2 separate regions of the Rattus norvegicus genome follow, and region 1 is linked to region 2. Evidence: chromatin contacts called from public Hi-C data. All regions are on one chromosome and are shown on one strand. The core of a region is the stretch at or near the end of the contact, and the rest is flanking DNA. Distances in the headings are between cores, read along the strand shown. Region 1 holds the start of Padi2 (peptidyl arginine deiminase 2). Region 2 overlaps Rcc2 (regulator of chromosome condensation 2).

Region 1 (3,653 bases), core at 668-3,167, 190 kb after region 2:
TGTGGGTGCCAAGAGAGGGGCAAGTTACATAAGGGGAGGGGCTTTGTATCCTGAGCCTTGGACCAGACTCTGCCAGCGTTTTCGGAATATTGTCTCGTTTAATATCAGTTTGCATCTTCCATTATGCTGCGAGATTACCTATGTGCTTCCCAGAGGCAGGGCGAGCCACCCTCACCCACGGATCCCCGCCCAGGTTCCTGCTCTGCCGCTGTCAGGAGCTGTGCACGCCTAGGTTAGTTCTTCACCCTCTCTGTGCTCTCTTTCTTCATCTCCAGGGTTCCTGGGAAGATAAAATAATTTAACTCTAACACTTTGGGAACTATAGCTTGGGTGCAGTGTGGGGCACCGAAACCGCATACGTCATGAGTGCACACCTTCTTCCTGCCCAGCTGGGTAACCAGAGCCGTTGCCTGACAGCACAGCCCTGGCTCTGTTGGGACTCCCTTGGTTGAGAAGAGACGCGTTCTTGTTCCACACGGGACCCCTCTTACTTGGTGAAAGTGGGACTGTTCTGCCCCTGTTGGAGGTGTAGCTTGCGTGCACAGGGTACTCAGACCCAAGCCTACCCACCTCTGCAGGGGTTTCCAGTCTAGTGCCTCTTGGAGTCTTTCCCACATGCTGCCTCCTGATTGGAGAACGCTCTCCCAGGGACCAATCAGAAGTTACCAGCTTCTCCCAGGATCTGAACCCCAAGCCTTTCAGGAGACAATGACCCCTCTGGCTGGGATTCTGGCCCTCTCACTTCTCCACCCACATTCCCCCTAGATCCCTGATACCCAGGGACAGCTGGGGTCCTTACCACCTCCTAATTTGGGCATCTGGAGGAGAAGGATAGAATGGGGACTGACTGGGCATTCCTGGGCATACATATGAGCAATGCGATTAATTCTGTGAGCCCTTTGCAGTGCGCCCTTTGCCGGGTCTCCCATCAGTCTCCCTCCCTCTCCAATACGCATCCCCCACCCCGCCCTTCAGTTTCCATCCCCATGACCAAAAAGTCACTTCCTCAAACGCTGCCGTTTTCTGTATAGCACCAGCCCTGGGTTCAGAGAGAAAAGGCCTGTGGATGGGGTTCAGGGTGCTTCAGACCCCAGTCCCGCCACTAGATGTTACGGTGCACCTTGGCCTTCCAGGACCATACACTGACCTCTACCATGGCACGCTTTTTGGTGCCTCAGGCTGGAGCCCTAATCCTCTGCCCCGTCAGCCACCCGGAGCCATCCAAATCTCCATCCATAAACACCGCTCAGATCAGTCCTCTCCTCTCCAGCCCTCTCACGCCCCATCCGGGGTCTTCACTCCTGGCTCGAGCTCAGAGCTCACCGTTGTCTGGTACAGCCAGAATGCATTCCCAGACAACCCCTTTCCAGGTTCATGCTGTCGCTCTCATGCCTGGGCTTAGCATTCTGGCCCTTGCCAGGGACACGGTTCCCCCGACTCCACCCCACTCCCTATTTCCCATAGCAATGTGGATCTAATGTGGGGATTTCCAGCTTCGCGAAGGTGTTCAGGAGGCTCCTCTCCAGCCCCTGGTATTGGCAAGATCTTTAAGAAGCCTCAGAAGTTTCCTGAGAAGCATCCCCTGGCCCCAGATTGGCTTTGGTTGCCACCCACTCACTCCTGCCCTGTCCCTTCGCCTACTCCTGCTCCCATTTTCTGCCCCTCCGAGCTGGAGGGGAGGGGGAGTCCAGAAAGGGGAATTTATTGAACAAAAGAATGAACAAGCCAAACATGGAAAGCAGGAATTGACAACTTGCGGGCAGAGGCGCTTGGAGGGCGGAGCCAGGCTAGACGGACGGGCTCGCAGGTCCACTCCAAGAAGCGTCCGGCGGACAGCCACGCCCACGCCCCGCCCCTCGGCTGCAGCTTAAGGCCGCCGGCTGCTCAGCGGCGGGCGCAGGCGCAGCGGAGGGCTCACCTGTAGCAGGTGCTCATTCCCGGGAGCAGCGCGGACTGCAGCCGCCTCTGCGGGGAAAGATGCTGCGGGAGCGGACCGTACGGCTGCAATACGGGAGCCGCGTGGAGGCGGTGTACGTGCTGGGCACGCAGCTCTGGACCGATGTCTACAGGTGAGCCGAGACAGCGAGTCACCCTCTCACCTACTCTTCCCAAGCCCTGGGTCCCTGGACCTGGCTCAGGTATCCCGGTTGTCTCTCAATTCGAGATCCTCGAGAATCCAGAGGCCAGTATCCAATTCCATGCAATGAGACCCCTCTAAGACACCCAGTCACAGCCCCTTCTCTGAGATTGCTCCCTAAACCTAGCCTTCCCATGCCTGGTCTCTCCAGCCCTTCTCCTGGGTGACCTCAGCACACATAGGCTCTCTGTAACACGCCCCTTTCACTACCCCCACCCCTTCTTGGCTCGCCTTTTACCCTAGCCCACTCTCCTCCACCAGTGGACTTCCTATGCCCTGCAAGCAGAAACACTCTGGGATGTTCTAGGGACTGGCTCGCCCAAAGGGGGAGCTGCCCACGTGGAATCTGGCCTGGTACTTATCCGATTTCACCCTCCAGGGGGTTGCTGGTGATTGCCTGTCCCCAGGCACTGGCTGTGAGCTGTGTCCCCAAATGCCTTTCCTGACTTCATCCTGAGATCAGAGAGGGGTCACTTTCCACCCACTGTGGCCCTGGGAGCCAGGATCTGTTCCTCCCCATCTTCTCTGTCCACACGCTCGATGTGGGTTAGGGTAGCTGAGACAGCAGGGAGAAGGAATGGTGCTGTATCCCACCCCCAAGGAAACGGGTAGGGTGTAGTGTGGGACCTCAGCAAGGTGCTGTGGGGAAGGAGTGGTGTGAGCAGTCTGAGAAGCCACACTGAGACGGCTCTCCGCTCCGAGCACTCTAAGTGTTCTCCCTTGGGGGTGGGGTGGGGGGCTTCGTGCTGGTGGGAGGGGCATGGGGGATTTTAGGTGAGACCCTGTGCTGATGACCTGGGTCCGTACAACCTCTTATCTATTTTGTTCCGAAATCATTCTGACTCTAAGGCACCTGACTCTCCCTAGCCTTCCAAAGCCCACCTGAGCGTCTCTCATGCTCTCCCTGCCCACTTTCCAGCTCCTTCCCAATGGCACAGCCACTTCTACAGGAGGCCCTGGCCCTGCTGGTCCCAGCAAGCCTGAGATGGGACCCCTCTCTGCTCCTATAGCCCTTAGGCCTCAGCCCTGGCCTCCACTTCACCTGGGCCTGGATTTCAGTGGTCCTTCATATAGACCCCAAAGCAGGACTGGATGGGCCCTAGGGTCTGTAACATAGCCGTGGAGTATGGTCTGGGCACCAGTAGCCTGGGAGAGTGCCCATCTCCCCCCCTCCCAGCTCTGAATTGGGTGCTGCCAAGGGGTAAGCCAGGATCCAGGGTGCTCAGGTCCCTAAGCCACAGCTGTCACCATGCCTGTCTGCTTGCCTGCCGGGGGACCGTGGGAACTGTCTGAAAGACTGACATGCTGCCTCTGCTGGGAGCTAAGGAACAAAGGGGGTCTGAGCTTAAGTCCTTGTCCTTGCTCCACCTTAGCAGAGAGAGGCCCAGCCTGGTGGAGGGCAAGCGGGGAGGTGTCCACTCTTGTTGTTCCGTATGGCAACAGCCTCAGCCAGGACTCACAGTTCACAGTACTGAGAGTTCCCCAACACCCAGAGTCAGCACAGCCTGGGCCATAA
Region 2 (3,364 bases), core at 510-3,009:
ATCCAAGTGTGAGGTGGGGTGGATGGGAAAGTCAAGATTCTGGCCTTGAGATTCATGGTTTTGCTTTTGCTGTTGTGACGCTCGTCTCTGTGTTAAAATGCCAAAAATGACCTGGTCTGTTGCTTCCCCTGCCCCAATGCTGCACAGCAGCTTCTGGCTTTGCAAGGTGTCTGTCTCGGCCAGTGACCCGGCCTGCCGGAAAGGGTCCGCGTTCTCTCTGTCTCCCGTCACATGTCCAACTCTAGTCCAGAGACAGCTTCTGTAGTGGCAGAGCTTCTGCAAAACTAACCTGCTTTGCCCAGGTCACCCTAGACATCACCCCTGCCACTGACACCGGTCACTGCCACGTGCGGGACCGGAGCCTTTCCTGGTCTCTGTCTGGCGTGTGCTGTTCAGGGTCTGCTCCTTCTGTCCTGGGGGTCTCCTGGAGTTAGTCGTGTGGTCACCAAGAGGATTGAGGACACAGTAGCCCTGAGCTGAACTAGGCTCATCTTCCAGGGAGCAAACCTAAAGCCAGCAGTCAGTCCCCTTGGCTGGAGCCCTGCAGTGGGTGAGCAGAAAGTGTCTTATGGGTAGAGAGTCCTGTGCCTGGCCACAGCCCCCCTCCCTTCAGGCTAAAATTCTCACCTGAGCTTTCCCACCAGAAACTCAAGGTGGGAAGCCCTGGGTAGGAACCATTCTGGCCTCCCAGGGGCTCTGAAATTTTCTGGTCATCGAGAAAGCGTAGCGCAGAGGGAGTGGACGAGGATGGGATTCGGTCGAAGGTGCCTGGTTTAGTGCTGTTATTGTCTAATTTTTTTTTATATCTATATTTCTTGGAGTAAACATTTTAAATAAACGGCGTCATTGTTTACTCTGCCTTGGCTTTCGTGTTTCCTCTTCAGTAGCATGGAGCGCGTCCCCAGCCCTTTCTGTGCACATGCCTCAAATGTGACCAAGAGGGTGAAGGCAACCCCCGGAGAGCTTCATGCTGGCCTAGGAAGGTGCACAGAGCCATGACCAGCCGATGGGATAGAGGCCCAGGGCTTCCCAACTAGCGTTGGACACAGCCCCGAAACACTCATGGTCCCAGCTTAGGAGCTGGTTTTGGTTTTTGTGGTTGGCCCACAAAATCTCATGTAGCCCAGGCTGGCCGCCTGCCTCCGCTTTCCCAGTACCCAGCATTGTTCAGCCCTAGGTTAAGCATTGCTAACCGGGGCTGGTTGACATTCCTCGACTTGCACTTCAGTACCTGGGCAGTTAAAGGAGTACCAACTAACCCACAGTGCTAATCCGGCTACAGCCCAGCCCCATGATACTTGTAGTTTAATGTGGTTCTAGTTCTCTGCGTCTGAAGTTTCTTCCCCTCTGACCCTCTCCTCCTGGCTGGGGGAAACACGGGAGATTCTTGACCTAAGCATTACAGTGCCATGTCTGGATTGAAACGGATGGGAGGGCAGAGAAGTCAGCGTGTGGACAAAACAAGGATAACCTTTACACAGTGCACAAACGCATGCTTGCAGCCTGAGTCATCCCACCCACTTAAATGTAATCCTAACCTAAGGCACTGAGACTTGGGCTCTGTTGGGGTTTGGTTCTGGATGAACAAGCTTTCTCACGCTTGGTCTGCCCAGCTCTATGAGCAGTCTGTTGGGATGCAGTCCTACCATGAGCCAGGAGCATTTGCAATCACATTCACAGCCTCCAAACTTCTTGCAGGATCCGAGGGCCTGGCCTCTTCATCTTGGTTAATTGCCCACCAGGGGGCACTGTGAGATTAGTTAGCCTTTTATTTTCTGCCACGCACTGGTGGTTGGACTGATGTCTCTGGGGCTACTGTGCATCCCGCTGTCATTTCCTGTAACACACACTAATACTCCTGACATCGGATCATTGTTCCTTCCTGTTCTGTAGAGGGAAATAAGTTGAAGACGGTAGGCTTGGTCACAGGGAAGGGGCCTGGTGGGCAGACCTATCCTGAGAGGTTCCAGGTGCTTTGCCCTGGTCACCTTCTGGGTGTGGCCTTTGGGAGGTTTACTGCAGAGCTGAAGAGAACCCATACTTTGTACAGCAGTGGCTCTCAACCTTCCTAATGCCGAGACCCTTCAATACAGTTCCTGGGATGACCCCCAACCGTAAAATTACCTCCATGGCTGCCTCATTCAGCCTCCAGGGGGTTGGGACCCACAGGCTGAGGATCACTGTTTAAACGCTGTCCTTTCAAGTGCTGGGTCCTGCTAGTTGTTGGAGCTGTGTCTGAAGAGCCAGCAGCCTCCCTAGCTGATCCTTAGGATGGGAGGGGTGGCGGGGGTGATGATCTGCCCTCCCATGCTTACCCCTGTTGGCAAGTAGGTGCTGTGCGGTCATACAAGACTTGTTCCCAGTGGACTAGTGTTGGCGAGGCCCAAGGCACAGCCTTATCCAGTCACTGGACTGAGGGACCATAGATTCGGGGTCAGCAGGGGTAGGCAGAGCAGGGGCCGTGATCTCCATGTTTAAAGATCTCTCTCTCTCTCTCACACACGCGCACACACACACACACACACACACACACACACACACACACACACACACACAGGGTTGCTTTCATACACAGCTAGCTGTACCATGTGTCATGGACTCCTGGAGACCAGAAGTTGGAGAAGCCCTGTTGTGGTTGTTTATAAATCCGCTCTAATCTCCCTGGCAGATAACGAGGAGTCCCCTCCCCCCCCCCCCCCCCCGATACTCTAGATTCTAGAATAAAAACCACAGCCTTCTATTTTAATGTGCCTTAAACAGCTCAATGGCTGGGCACTTCTAAACTTCCCCATGGCTAACACACTCTCCCCTCTGACATTCCTAAAATTACTTTCTAAAAACCTATATTCCTTCTCGGCTGCCCAGGACCCAGGCCTATAGGCCCCCCTGGACCACAGTCCCTGATTCTCACGTGTTGGCTGGCTGTCTTGTATTTCTCATACCTGATCCTTCTGCTTGTTCTAAATCCTTCCCTGGGTTCCCTTGACCACCAAAACTGAAGTCCTGTCTCTGTCTCCCTGCCTAGCCATTGGCAGCTGACAACTTTATTTGCCAGTCAGAACCAGCTGGGGACAGGGACCCTCGGTGTCTTTTTTTTTTTTTTTTTTTTTTTGGTTCTTTTTTCGGAGCTGGGGACCGAACCCAGGGCCTTGTGCTTCCTAGGCAAGCGCTCTACCACTGAGCTAAATCCCCAACCAACCCTCGGTGTCTTAAGATGTACAGGTTCCCCATAATTTTGGGAGCCACATAACACAAGTTAACATTAAAACCAATCTACAACAGGGCCCCTAGAACTAGAATTACCGATGGTTGTGAGCTGCCATGCGGTCCCCTGGAAGAATATCAGATGTTAACCGAACCATCA

The links. A called contact is a pair of places that touch in the nucleus more often than the background predicts.
Region 1: a contact with region 2 is called in a Hi-C map of Schwann cells, with 6 times the contacts expected there. The contact joins the promoter of Padi2 here to the enhancer-like site in region 2. A contact is called at or near these places in 9 of 12 Hi-C or Micro-C datasets (the A7r5 cell line, the Rat2 cell line, Schwann cells and 5 more).

The regions. Positions count from the first base shown.
Region 1 is chr5:158,490,170-158,493,822 of GRCr8, forward strand. It overlaps Padi2 (peptidyl arginine deiminase 2), which reads left to right and starts at 1,918. Exons shown (of 16, transcript NM_017226.2): 1 at 1,918-2,069. The coding sequence starts at 1,978.
Region 2 is chr5:158,299,437-158,302,800 of GRCr8, forward strand. It overlaps Rcc2 (regulator of chromosome condensation 2), which reads left to right. Exons shown (of 14, transcript NM_001427820.1): 14 at 1-858. Among named protein-coding and RNA genes, the nearest start is that of Padi6, 19 kb to the right of the region's middle. Within about 2 kb of position 1,760, at least 16 of the 93 cell types and tissues checked have an H3K27ac peak or open chromatin away from gene starts, as enhancers often do. A contact at or near this core is called in Schwann cells, where this site is marked.